3 separate regions of the Mus musculus genome follow, and all the other regions are linked to region 1. Evidence: chromatin contacts called from public HiChIP or PLAC-seq data. All regions are on one chromosome and are shown on one strand. Each heading gives the region's core, a stretch centred on a gene start, on an enhancer-like site or on the middle of the called end of the contact. The rest is flanking DNA. Distances are from core to core; before and after follow the strand shown.

Region 1 (4,422 bases), core at 702-3,201:
GTGATGTAGTATGCAAACTTCTTTCTTCTTTTCCTTTTGACTGAAGTCTCGTGTATCTCAGGCGAGCTTTGAACTATGTAGCCTTGGATGACTTCTGGTCCTCCTGCTTCTACCTCTAAACACTGAGGTTACCACCATGAGCCACTATGACCAGTTTGTGCATCGCTGGTGGCTGGTGATCCAATTCAGGATTCATGGGTGCTAGGCAAGCACTCTACTAACTGAGCTACCTTCCCAGCCACACAATGAAAATGGCACTGATATCAGGACCCTGTGTCAGCTAACGGTGATGTATTTGTAACACGGGGGAAGACGTCCACGGGCCACAGTTAACCAAGAGTTAGTGCTGAAGACTAAGAACACCAGCTACCAAAGAAAACACACACCTCCAAAATATTCCCATTCCCAAGCAAGGTGGAAGGGTAGACCACCACTCCATAGCCCTTAGCTCCCCAGCCCTCCACACCTGGCCTGCCCATCAGTCAACCAAGCCCATAAGACAGGTTTAGGTTTCAATTTCAAGTACAGATTTCAGATTCACCTATTTACAGGTCCCCAAACTACTCAGAATGTCGTTGTTGCTAAACAGTAGGAGTCCTAGGGACTTCTGGGAGGACAAAGGGAATGAGAAAGGAGGCTCAGTTAAATAAATAGCTCTCAAACTGTTCAGACACTTTCATTGGCATCTCAAACTGAAAGTAACTACTACACACTCAAAAAAAAAAAAAAAAGTCTTTGAGCTGGCCTGGTGGTGCATGCCTTTGTCCCAGCATCTGGGAGACATAGGCAGGTAGATTTATGTGAGTTCAAGGTCAGCCAAATCTATAGTGAGGTACTATCTTAAAAAAACAAAAATAAAAACAAAAACAAAAAACCCAAACTTTTTTTTTTAAGGATTTGGGTTTTAATTTAATCACTATTCATTTACAGATGGCCCACAATCAATTTGAAGGGAAATAATTTTTCACAATTAAGTAGGTGTCTCCCCGACACATACACAAAACCCCGGTCACGCACATACAAACTTCGGGTCTAATGTTTGCTTAATATTTCCCTTCAGTGATAAGCTCTCAGGTCTGAGTCACCCACCATACATTTCTCATTAGGACAGGTTTGGCTTGGAAATAAAACTCCCTTTCTGCCAGGCCACTGCCTCAAGCTCCGAAATCTGCGACTGGTTGACTGGGGCCTAGTAAGAAAGGGCCCTGGAGAGCCGGATTCAATTTTCTCGTCTCTATGTGCCACCCTGGTCCTCCAGCCTCTCCCTACCTTCCTTCAGACCTCCTCTCCATCCATCTCCATTTACCTAAGACAGCCCAAACTGTCCCATCCCATTTCCTCTTCAGTCTTTTATTTTTCGAAGGAGCCTTTAAAGCTATTCCCAGAACCTGTTCCCTCGTGCTCTTCTGCAGACCTGGTCCCTCTTCACCATTCAGATCCAAGAACAGGGGACCACCTAACCTCGTGCTCCCCTCCCCCGCAGTTTCCCCTTTCAGAGCTGGCATTCATGGTGTTTTCTTCCTCAAAGTCCGGAGAATGCCTCCCTTCCAGTCTTGGCTAGCAGCTTCCTTAAGCTTCAAGAACCATCAACCCAGTGACCTACCTGCCTGCATCCCTACTCCACACCCAGGGCCTGAATAATCAGTCACCCACCCCGTTTCGGGCCCCACAAGCCCCAGACTTGGGAGTCATCAGATCCCACAAATCCCAGCGGGTCTCAGCCCCCCGAGGAGGGAGCGGCCAAGCAGGGGTGCTCTCAGCTACTCCGGACCCTAGAGCCCCAGCGGTCATCGTGGATCAGGGTGCCGGTGCCCTGCGGGTAAGGGCCGCGGAGTTCCCAGCTCCTTGCACCCGGCGCCTTAGCGCGTGCAGTCCAGGCGCCGCCGCACACAAAGGTGGACCCAGCAGCCCACGCCGCCCCGCGCCACGCAAGCACTCACCGCGCCGCGCCGACTCCCGGGACTCGGGGACGCGGCGGGGCGCAGCCCAATCGCCGCCACTGTTGGTGCCGCCGCCGCCGCGAGGCCCGGCCAGACTGGGGCCGGGGGCGAGAGTGAGGGGCGGGACGGCCAGAGGAAGCTGGGGGCCCGGAAAAGCCGCCCGGGTGCGCCCCAGAGGCTGGATTGGCCCTGCGGCGAGATCCGAGGGTGAAGCCTGAGCCCGCCTGCTGGGCAGGGCCCGGGGTCTGGACCCGCCCCGACCCAGACCCTTGTTGGACCCCGACGGGGGAAGACCCAGTACTCTGAGGAGGAGGAGGAGGTGTTGGGCTACTCGCTGCCCATCCCCCACACGGATCCTAGCACTTCCAAGAGCCGAAGTTTCTTTTTCGGTGAGAGGGGACAGGTGACCGGCCACTGACCACTCCCACCCTCGGAACTGCTGGCTCCAAGCCCCGCTGCAATCCAGCTGTCCCCATTCAGTCCAGAATTTCTCCCCTCGACACCAGGCCAGCACCGCGGCTCGGAAAGGGTTAACTCGACAGCGAAGAATTCCGAGTTGCTGGGAGCTCTCTATAAATACAGTGTCGTGGGCGCCTGAGCCAACCACAGGGCAATTTCCACTGAGATGGTTTTCCTCGTTTTCTTACACCCACAGCAACCGGACTAACGCTGCTCTCAACCCTTTTATCCCAGCCGCATGCCAGCTGCTGGCTAGCCCAGGTTCTGTAGAGAAGAGTAAGCCTGGGTGCCCTCAACCCTGAACCCTTTCTTTGCCATCTATCTATCCCCATCCCCTTTCACTATGTCCTTAAAAAAAAAAAAAAAAAAAAATCTAGCTGCAGGCAGCGACAAGAGGAGGGCAAAGGATGATTAAGTCTGTCTGGAATTTGCCAACATCCCTTCACCTGTGTTTGTATCTGTCCATTACACAGACAGGAAACAGCAACAGCGTAGAGGGCCTTCTGTGGGCTCAAATGAAGGCAGCATGCTTTCCTCTCTGGCCTCCATAGATCTCCCAAGGGTCCCACCAGGTAGAAATTATTTCTGTTTTGCAGATGAAAAAAAAAAATTGAGACTCAAGGAAAGAAGGGACTCCAACCTTGCACTGCTTGCAGACTTAGCAACCAAGTGACAGCAGCTGTCAGAGAGAGCTTAGGAAATAATCGTGAATCCACACGGGTCTCGGCTTCTGCCAGCTACTATTTTAAGCTCTTCACAATTTATCTCTTTTAATCCCCCAAATTCAGTGAAGTGAGTGCTGTTACTCGCATTTTTGCAGATAAGGAGATTCAGACACAGGCTTTATAGTAGCTCACCCGAGGGCACCCAGCTCTTAGGGAGAGGCAGAACTATTCTATGTCCTTGAATTTGTGTGCTGAGATCAAATATAGCTATGTCTATGCTTCTAAATATAAATTTGGCATTAAAAAAAAAAAAAAAACCTGTATACATGGTCCTGCCCTTGAGCCAAGACTCTCATGTAGAGGTCAGAGGATAACCTTGGGTATTAATCCTTGACTTCCATCTTGCCTGAAACAGGATGTCTTTTTTTTTTTTTTTTTTTTTTTTTCTGCTGTGTCTACCAGGCTAGGTGTCCATGAGCTTCCCAACTCAACCGTGATGGGTGGTGAAGGGACACTTTACAATGCAGAGGCTTTTCTTATCCTTGCTCAAGAGCACAGTCCGAGAGGGAAGAAAATAATGAGCATTGGTTCTCAGTTCAAGGAGCTCTGACGCCCCCCAGGAAAGGGAAACAACTTGAACAAAGAGTGCATTATAGTGTGTCTCAAGGACCATTCAGCTGCGATTCAGTCAGTTGGCCACAGATATAGAAAGCTAGGATGACCGTTCTAGCACTCAAGAGTCTCTTAGTTTAGAAGAGGTTGGCTTGGTATTTCTAGCAAGTTCACCGTAGGGACGTTTCCAACAGAGTCCTGTCTGAAGCAGAGGCATTGGCATGAAAGGTGTTCTCCACACTTTCTGTCTGGACAAGGGTCCTCCTATTCTCCTTCTCTGTTTTCTGGACCAGCACTGTGGTGGTTTGAATGAGACTTGCCCCCATAGCTCATATGTTTGGATGCTTGGTCCACAATTATTGAAATTGTTTGAGAAGGATTAGAAAGTATGGGTGTTGTGTCCGGCCAGCAGACCACAACCTGGGTTCTAGCCTGGAAAGGCATTTTGGAAACCTAGAAGAGAAGAGGGGCTAGGTGGCGAGAGAAAGAAATGTAGCCAAGACAGTTATTCTGATCAAAGCTCAAATTTTATTGTTGCGACACTAGTTATGAAGGAAGGGGGAGGGGACCCGATTCCCGCCGAATAATCTCTGGTCCAGTAGAAAGGTGAGCACGTGTGTGGCTCCGCAGGTTCCAGCAGTGGGCGTGGCAGAACGAATGAGCAGGAAGCTCCACCCCTGAGCAAGCTGGTTTCAGGCTGGGGGAGGGGAGACTACAGGGTGGTTGGTTTTTTGAGACAAGGTCTC
Region 2 (4,422 bases), core at 692-3,191, 480 kb after region 1:
AAAAAAAAAGAGGAACTTGTTTTCCAAAATTTATACATTTCTCTTTCCCATTCCCATGAAAAGAAACTATTCAGGTACTTACACTGAAGGTCTGAAAACTGTGCCCCAAACTTTGTACAAGATAAATGTGCAAATGCCTATCACATCAGTGATCCTAACTTAACATTAACACTCCTGTTTAGCAGCTTAAATAATATATACTAGTGTGGGTTTAAAACTGTTAACACTGGCAAGTTGTGAGCTCTATACACATACACACAAAATGCAAAATAACAAACTTTATCAGCAAATCACATTTCGAAGTGATTTTAATGATTTCATAACAATCAGAGGGAAACACGTTTTTGGTTTAGCAATTACAAGTTGCCATTGTGTCTGATCAGGTGACCTTCGTATTAAAAATCTAAATCTCCACAAAGTGAGTGAAAGTTTCTTCAAGTTATATGGCACACCACCTTAGGTAAACGAGGTTAGCAAAGCACATGTCAATTTGCTCTTCAAGAGCCGAGTGAACCCTGCTCAACTATCAGAGGCTTGGCGATGTGTCAATTGGCACCCTTAAATATGTAAGAATGCTGGTGACTCCAGGAATGCATGAAACACACAGAAAAAAAAAAGATGCTGAATATATATACACATATATGTGTATATATGTGTATGTGTGTGTGTGTGTGTGTATACACACACATATACATATATAGTCACATAGAGACAATTAGACAAATCCTTAAAAATCCGATGTCTGAAATTTTTCAGAAGTTGAGAGTGGGTTACATAGAAATATAGTTAAATCCCTAGTAAAGAGGCACTACTTCACAGAATCACTTGGAGCCGCTCTCCAAGGCGTCCACAAGGCTAAGTCAACACCACTGATCTGATCATGAAGGGGCTAGTATGCCCCTTAGCACCCCCTCTCCTGAAGACCCAGGCTCCAATCACTGAGCGAAGAGTCCCTCGAGATCCGACAGCGCTTCCCTGGACTTCAGAAGCTGGGCAACCCATGGCCGAGGGGGATGGAGGGTGAAGAGAATGAATTCAAGCCCCCTCCTCCATCCCTTCCTGAAAATTAATGAATTGGCTGTACGATTGTTTATCTAATGAGGTGTGTAGTGGCCTCTACTGGTGCTTGTGTGAGCACAAGAATGTCCCACTCTTACAAGTGGGATGAGCCTGGGGGAGGGGAAAGAGGCGAGGGGTGAACCTGCCTCCCGGTACAAAGCGCAGAACTGGACCCCAGAGCTCCGGCCCGGATCCCGGAGGCGCCCCTCCCCCGGTAGGAACCCCTCCTGCCTGCTCCGCTTTCCACCACGCGAGACCCTTTTCTCTCCAGCAACGGGAGCCGAGGAGGAAAAGTTCCCGCACGTTCCCCTCTGGATCCTAAACAACAACAAAAACCCACCGCAGCGGCCACGGGAGCCGGTGCCGCGCCCCAGCCCCCACGGCGTCCCGGGCCCGGCCCGACTTACCTGCGGACTGCGGCGGGGAGCCGCTCTTCGTGGCCGCGGCGCCGGACGCCGGGCGTCCGAGCAGCAGCAGCAGCGGCAGCAACAGCAGCAGCGGCGGTGGCGGACAGCAGCGCCGGGAGGAGGAGGTGCAGAGGAGTCGCCCGGCTTCGCGCTCCGCCGCCATCTCTACCCCACGAGTGGCGGCGGCGGCGGCGGCGATAGCGCCGCGGAGCGCTCGCGCCCTTCCCTCAGCGCGCCTCAGCCGGTCTCTGCGCCGCAGGGCTCGGCTCCAGCCCGGCCCGGCCCGGCCCGCGCGGCCCCCTCGCGCGCCCAGGGGGAAAGACTCCGGGCGCCTCCCTCCTGCAGCGGGGCGGGGAGGAGAGCAGAGGAGAATCAGTACATTCCGGCCGAGAGCCGGGGGGTGGCTCGGTCTCTCCAGGTTCCAGGCGCCGCCACCCGCCGCCGACTCGGGCTCCTCACGGTAGAGCGAGGGGGGCGGAGACCGCGGGGTGGGGGGCGGGCGCCGGAGCGCGCCGTGCCGCGCACGCTCACAGCCGCGCACGCGCGCCTCCCTCCCCACGAGCACCCTCTTCGCGCCCCGCGGCCTGCCGGGCTCCAATCCCGGCGGTCGCTTCGCGGGCAGCCGCGGCGGTGGAGCCGAGCTGGCGCAGGGGCAGGCGGCGGGCCCGCTCCCCTCCCCCCTCTGGCTCTCGGGAGACGGGCACGGGCGCGGGGCGCGCGCGCCGGGCTCTGCTGCTGCTGCTGGCGTCAGGGAAACCCCGGAGAAGCGATCCGCCTCCTTCGCCTCCCGCCTCCCGCTCCTAACCCGCGGGAGAGATTTCCCCTCACCTCCGCGGACCGCTTCAAAGGCTACGGAGACCTGAGGCAGAGCCGCACGGACTCCGGAGCTGCTCACGGAGGCCGCGAGCCTGCGCGCACCTCTCTGCCCCGGGCCTCTATATAGGGCCTCAGAGGAAACCGAATGGCCTCCGGGAGGAAACCTGGGTTCGCAGAGGGTCGGCGCACGGATTTATGTGCTCGCCAAAAACAATAGCAGGCCGCCCGGCTCTTGCTGGGGACCTGGCGCGGTTCCCGTGGGAGGGGGCCGATCGCACTGCGCCGACCTCTGGCTTCCTCTCGGGCGGTACCCGACCCGCCGGGACCGTGGTGCCCCGCGTCCCCACTGAGACACTCGGCTCCGGCTCAGACAAAGGTGCGGGGAGTCCACTCCATCGCGTGCCCAGGCCAGGACCCAACCCCGTGACTCAATCTCCCCGGGGCTAATTCTCTGCAGTCACTGCAGCCTTTTACCTAGGCCCTGGATGGTCACTTTGCAGTTTTGTACTTGAGATCCAAAGTGTCTCTCGACAGTAAACGCGGAGCACGCGGGAATTGGTTTTTCAACCTCCTGGTACTACTGAGGATCGAGCTACCCAAAGTTAGGAGAAAACAGTCTGTAGTCTGCTGGCGAGAGTGCCCATACTGTTCTACCCTGGTTCTTCACTTAGTCATGTTGGGTTGTTGATAGGAGTTGGATTTTTATTTGCCCTTCTGCGTATAGTCAATATCCAAGATGTGTCCAGCAAAAAAAGACATTTCTTTTTCTAACACACACCATGCCTTCTCTAGTCACTTGCTATTTTATCTTATTTTATTCCAAAGTTCCAAAATAAGGCATGGATTGACGTGGGGAATGAAGAGCTCAGAAACCTCATTAAAACAGTGAAATTAGGAGCCCTCCCTTCCCCTGGCTCTTTGAAACAATTGGTTTAAAAGAGCAAACACTCGCTTATTGTTTTCCACTAGGGAAACCATTTAAATATCTTGTTTTGGTTAGAGTTATTAACCAGAAAAAATATTTCCTAAATACCCCTGATGACCTGTTAAATTAGAAATAGATTACCTCCCAATTACTTCACAAGTATTTGCTTAATTAACCTTTAATAATCACATCGTTATTCAGTTTTCTGAGATAATTGATGAGAGAAGCTCTTTGGAAACTATAAATTGCCTTGCAAATGTTAATTTTGGACTATCTAAGACAGAGGGACTTTTTCATTATATTAAAATTATGTATAATGTGACTTACAAAATGAAGCTTACATTTATCTCCAATCTTGAAAAAAATAAGAGTTATAGCTAATAAAATAGCACACTGGTTTTCATGTATGACTTCTGTGAACCATCTCATTAATTTATCAGCCTACTGTATATATTGAGCTTATATTAAAAAGTTTAAAGCACTTTCTGTAAAATAGAATGACTAAATCATATATTTCTGACTTGTGATTAAATCGAAATTTTCATAAAAGCCACTCTATAATAAACCACTAATAGATGAGCTGCGGACTAAAAAAAAAGGTGCAGATTCTAAATCAATTGACGAGTTAGACTATAAAGTAACGCAGGCTCATACTTCAGATCCTTCACTTCACTTCAATGTTAATGTCCTCGTTGACAGCGCTTTCATAGAATCATTCTGAGTGATTATCCTGCCCTTTGTTTAGTAAGACATCTGAGAAAAGGGTCTTCACCTCTTTAACAAAATTTTCAACAAATACCTAAGTCCACATCTATGCTTCTTAGCAAAATATTTTTATGAAAGTCTAAGCTATAAATCTATAAAGAGATATAAAGCTGTTGCTGAAATTAACTTTTTTTTTTTTTCCTTTTCAGCGAAGTTAGAAAATGAGGCCCATTTTCAAGGAATAGTGCACAAAGAAACTGTAGAGCAAAGAAAACAGAGTTGCCATTGTATGGGAGTGTAAGTTACCAAAGTGCGGGCCAAAAATAACTAGACCAAATATTCTTGTGAAATGTATTCTAAGTATGTTTTGATATAAAAATTAAATGAAAACTTAAATCCTATGAATTGAAACCTCGGTAGGAATCTTACTCACTGAAGTAGAAGGATTATTTTTCAGCATCAGGAAGGCAAGGATTCAGCACTTTAATTACCTCCAGTAACAAACTCTGC
Region 3 (4,422 bases), core at 1,034-3,533, 300 kb after region 1:
AGAAACCCTGTGTCAAAAAAACAAAAACAAAACCACCACCACCACCACCATCACCACTACCACCACCACCACCAAATCTCAAGGTCTCAGCTGAGGCCATATCTATCTACAGACACAGCTTGCAAAGAGTCAGGTGTTCTCACTTGCACTTCCTGTATTGTGCCCCATTGCAGCTCTGTCTGTTACTGGGCCTATTTCTCCTGGCAGGAGTTGGTGACTCCAATATGCTTAGAGGAAACTAGTTAACCCCACCCTCCTAGTCATTGTGGCTATAGTCAGCCCTGTTCCCACTCATCTTTATAGTTTTGGGCATGGTGAGGACCAACCATGGATGGAAGCCTCCTTCCTTTTCTCCCTACCTCCATCACCCCGCAGAGCTGGGAGTCAGGGCCATTATTTTGGGTACCGTGTGCTTACATTACATTGAGCCCAAGTTAGCTAAGAAAGCCCCAGGGTTGGAGTGTGCCTCTGGCTACCAGCCTGGGGTGCCTGGAGGTGACTCCTGTCTCTCTCCCCCGTCTCAGTATAAACAGGTGGAGCAGTACATGTCCTTCCACAAGCTCCCGCCTGACACCCGACAGCGCATCCATGACTACTATGAACACCGCTACCAAGGCAAGATGTTTGATGAGGAAAGCATCCTGGGTGAGCTGAGTGAGCCACTTCGAGAGGTGAGCTGCAGACAGCCTGGGTGGGTGGTGGCGGTGCCAGGCCTCGCTGGCACACAGTTCCCTGACCTTCTTCTTTCTTTGTGTCCCAACCTTTGCTGTACGTGGAGCAGGAGATCATCAACTTTAACTGCCGAAAGCTGGTGGCATCCATGCCACTGTTTGCCAACGCAGATCCCAACTTTGTGACATCCATGCTGACCAAGTTGCGTTTCGAGGTCTTCCAGCCTGGGGATTACATCATCCGCGAAGGCACCATCGGCAAGAAGATGTACTTTATCCAGCACGGCGTGGTCAGCGTGCTCACTAAGGGCAACAAAGAGACCAAGCTGGCTGATGGCTCCTATTTTGGAGGTGAGACAGCCAGGGGGCCCCAGGAGAACATGGGTGACTGGGAGCTAAGCTAGAGGGATACCCTAAGATCAGAAGCTTGGAGGGACCCTTTATAGCCACAGCCTGGGCATCTGTGAGGCCAGTATAGGGGTGTCTGTCTGTGCAGTCTGCTTTAGTAGAGTACTTAAGACTGGTGGCTTATAAACCATAGAAACTGGATTCTTAGCTCTGGAGGCTGGGAGTCACAGGCCAGGGTGCAAGTGTGGTAGGTTCCATTGAGGGTTCTCTTAGTGGTAGACTGTTGTGGTTTTGTTGTCTCAGATGGCAGGAAGAGCACTTGTGTTGTTTCCTTAGCTTCTTCTATTATATTTGCGTGTATGCCTGAGCCTGCATATACCCAACCATACCTACCTATTCCCACATACCACCATGCCCGTGTAGAGGTTAGGGCACAACTTGGGCAGTCAAGTCTCTCCTACCATGTGGGTCCTGGGTATCCAACTCACGTTATCAGACTTGGCCCGGAAGTGCCATACTGCTGAGCCATCTGACTTGCCCCTTCTCTAGCCTCTTCTATAAAGGTATGAATCACCTCCCAAAGCCCCACCTCTAAGTTCCAGATCACCTTGAGACCAGGGGTTGGCCCCAGAGAGAGAAACAACTAGACACCCAGTTGATAGGGGTGCTGCTGGTACCCAGTATGACTACAACCTATCAGGCAGCCTAGTGAGTTCATTGTACCAACTACCAGTGGAGACTAAGGTCAGAATCACGCAGCTCTGGGAGGCCTGGAAATTTCCTGTCGGATTGACCCTGAGCCCTGCTGTGCTCACAGAGATCTGCTTGCTGACCCGGGGTCGGCGCACAGCCAGCGTCAGAGCGGATACTTATTGCCGCCTCTACTCACTGAGCGTGGACAACTTCAATGAGGTGCTGGAGGAGTATCCCATGATGCGGAGGGCCTTCGAGACGGTTGCGCTGGACCGCCTGGACCGCATAGGTGAGGAGCAGGATGTGCAGGCGGGAGGGCAGGGCGGCAAGCATGCAGACTCCAAGTCTCCTTTCCTGGGCGTGGCCTGAGTGTCTGGCTCTTGTTCTATGGCTCAGGCAAGAAGAACTCCATCCTCCTCCACAAGGTGCAGCACGACCTCAACTCAGGCGTCTTCAACTACCAAGAGAACGAGATCATCCAGCAGATCGTGCGGCATGACCGTGAGATGGCCCACTGTGCTCACCGCGTCCAGGCTGCCGCCTCAGCCACCCCAACCCCCACGCCTGTTATATGGACCCCGCTGATCCAGGCGCCACTGCAGGCTGCTGCTGCTACTACTTCGGTGGCCATAGCCCTCACACACCACCCCCGCCTGCCCGCCGCCATCTTCCGGCCCCCTCCCGGACCTGGGCTGGGCAACCTTGGGGCTGGACAGACACCGAGGCACCCAAGGAGGCTGCAGTCCTTGATCCCTTCAGCTCTGGGCTCTGCTTCACCCGCCAGCAGCCCCTCACAGGTGGACACACCGTCTTCATCCTCCTTCCACATCCAACAGCTGGCTGGATTCTCTGCACCTCCTGGATTGAGCCCTCTCCTGCCCTCCTCTAGCTCTTCCCCACCTCCAGGAGCCTGCGGTTCCCCACCAGCCCCCACACCCTCCACCTCCACTGCCGCCGCCGCCTCCACCACTGGGTTCGGCCACTTTCACAAGGCGCTGGGTGGCTCCCTGTCATCCTCTGACTCCCCGCTGCTCACCCCACTGCAACCAGGCGCTCGCTCTCCACAGGCTGCCCAGCCACCACCCCCACTGCCTGGGGCCCGAGGAGGTCTGGGACTCCTGGAGCACTTCTTGCCGCCCCCACCCTCCTCCAGGTCACCATCATCCAGCCCTGGGCAGCTGGGCCAGCCTCCTGGAGAGTTGTCCCTAGGTCTGGCAGCTGGTCCATCAAGTACACCAGAGACACCCCCACGGCCTGAGCGACCATCCTTCATGGCAGGGGCCTCTGGAGGGGCTTCTCCTGTAGCCTTTACCCCCCGAGGAGGCCTCAGTCCTCCGGGCCACAGCCCGGGGCCCCCAAGAACTTTCCCGAGTGCCCCACCCCGGGCCTCTGGCTCCCATGGTTCCCTGCTCCTGCCACCTGCATCCAGCCCTCCACCTCCCCAGGTCCCACAGCGCAGGGGCACACCACCCCTCACCCCTGGCCGCCTCACACAGGACCTGAAGCTCATCTCAGCCTCTCAGCCAGCCCTCCCCCAGGATGGGGCACAGACTCTCCGCAGGGCCTCGCCTCACTCCTCAGGGGAGTCGGTGGCTGCCTTCTCACTCTACCCCAGAGCTGGGGGTGGCAGTGGGAGTAGTGGGGGCCTTGGGCCTCCTGGAAGGCCATATGGTGCCATCCCAGGCCAACATGTCACTTTGCCTCGGAAGACATCCTCAGGTTCTTTGCCACCCCCACTTTCTTTGTTTGGGGCAAGAGCCGCCTCTTCTGGAGGGCCCCCTCTGACTACTGCTGCACCCCAGAGGGAACCTGGCGCTAGGTCTGAGCCAGTACGCTCCAAACTGCCGTCTAATTTATGAGCTGGGCCCTCCCTCCCTCTTCTTTTTCTTGCTCCTTTCTTCCTTCAGGTTTAACTGTGATTAGGAGATATACCAACAACAATAATAACCATAAAAAAACATACCCCAGAAAAACAAAAAGACAGCAGAAAATAACCAGGTATTCTTAGAGCTATAGATTTTTGGTCACTTGCTTTTATAGACTATTTTAATACTCAGCACTAGAGGGAGAGAGGGAGGGAGGGAGGGAGGGGGGAGCAGACAAGGCCCAAAGGCAACAGCCAAAGGAAGACAGGCGGGGTCTCTGGGGACAGGGCAGGGGTGGGGTGACCCGTGTTTGGGTCCTAGCATAGACCTGTCATTGTATTGTTCTGTAGAGCAAGAGCTACCTACCATCAATCAGTTCCTTGGCTGTGAACTTGGAGCCCACTCTGCTGGGGGCTGCCCTGGAGTGTGTTCCCAGGAGCCTCCTGCGCCCAAGTTCCTTGGGACACACAGGGCCCTTGAGGGCCTTGCTTTTTTTTTTTCTACTGTAAACGTAGCAAGATATGTATATGAATATGTATATGTATGTAAGATGTGTCTATGTATAGCTATGTAGTGCTCTGTAGAGCCGTGTAGATATCAGCTTCCATGTGTGCACATTCGTGTGCAGTCTAGTTTAATCCCATGTTGCCAGGACACCCAGGTCACCTTACATCCAGCAATCTGCTGTGGCCCGCAGGCTGGGCACTGCAGGCTCTGGGGGAAGTTCTCTCTCCCAGCCCTCAGGGAAGGGGACCCCTGGAACCTTGCAGCAGACCCTCTTTCCCCATCTCTGGGCTGCAACCCAGTTCTAGCCCAACCTCTAGTCCCATGGAAGGGGAAGACTC

The links. HiChIP or PLAC-seq counts read pairs in DNA pulled down with a chosen protein or histone mark.
Region 2: a FOXA1 HiChIP or PLAC-seq map of pancreatic cancer cells shows a contact between it and region 1. The contact joins the promoter of Neo1 here to the promoter of Cd276 in region 1. A contact is called at or near these places in 1 of 39 promoter capture datasets (the HPC-7 cell line), 1 of 484 Hi-C or Micro-C datasets (embryonic stem cells) and 2 of 115 datasets of contacts at active chromatin or transcription factors (embryonic stem cells and pancreatic cancer cells).
Region 3: an H3K4me3 HiChIP or PLAC-seq map of embryonic forebrain shows a contact between it and region 1, with 5 times the contacts expected there. The contact joins the enhancer-like site here to the promoter of Cd276 in region 1. A contact is called at or near these places in 6 of 39 promoter capture datasets (the HPC-7 cell line, frontonasal cranial neural crest, liver and 2 more), 3 of 484 Hi-C or Micro-C datasets (CD8 T cells and embryonic stem cells) and 16 of 115 datasets of contacts at active chromatin or transcription factors (the NIH/3T3 cell line, SST interneurons, T-cell acute lymphoblastic leukemia and 11 more).

The regions. Positions count from the first base shown.
Region 1 is chr9:58,553,082-58,557,503 of GRCm38.p6, forward strand. Cd276 (CD276 antigen) reads right to left here and starts at 1,952. Exons shown (of 8, transcript NM_133983.4): 1 at 1,941-1,952.
Region 2 is chr9:59,034,500-59,038,921 of GRCm38.p6, forward strand. Neo1 (neogenin) reads right to left here and starts at 1,942. Exons shown (of 28, transcript NM_001042752.1): 1 at 1,467-1,942. The coding sequence starts at 1,629.
Region 3 is chr9:58,857,193-58,861,614 of GRCm38.p6, forward strand. It overlaps Hcn4 (hyperpolarization-activated, cyclic nucleotide-gated K+ 4), which reads left to right. Exons shown (of 8, transcript NM_001081192.3): 5 at 525-671; 6 at 782-1,022; 7 at 1,837-2,001; 8 at 2,109-4,422. The coding sequence ends at 3,571. Among named protein-coding and RNA genes, the nearest start is that of Hcn4, 36 kb to the left of the region's middle. Within about 2 kb of position 2,284, at least 10 of the 459 cell types and tissues checked have an H3K27ac peak or open chromatin away from gene starts, as enhancers often do.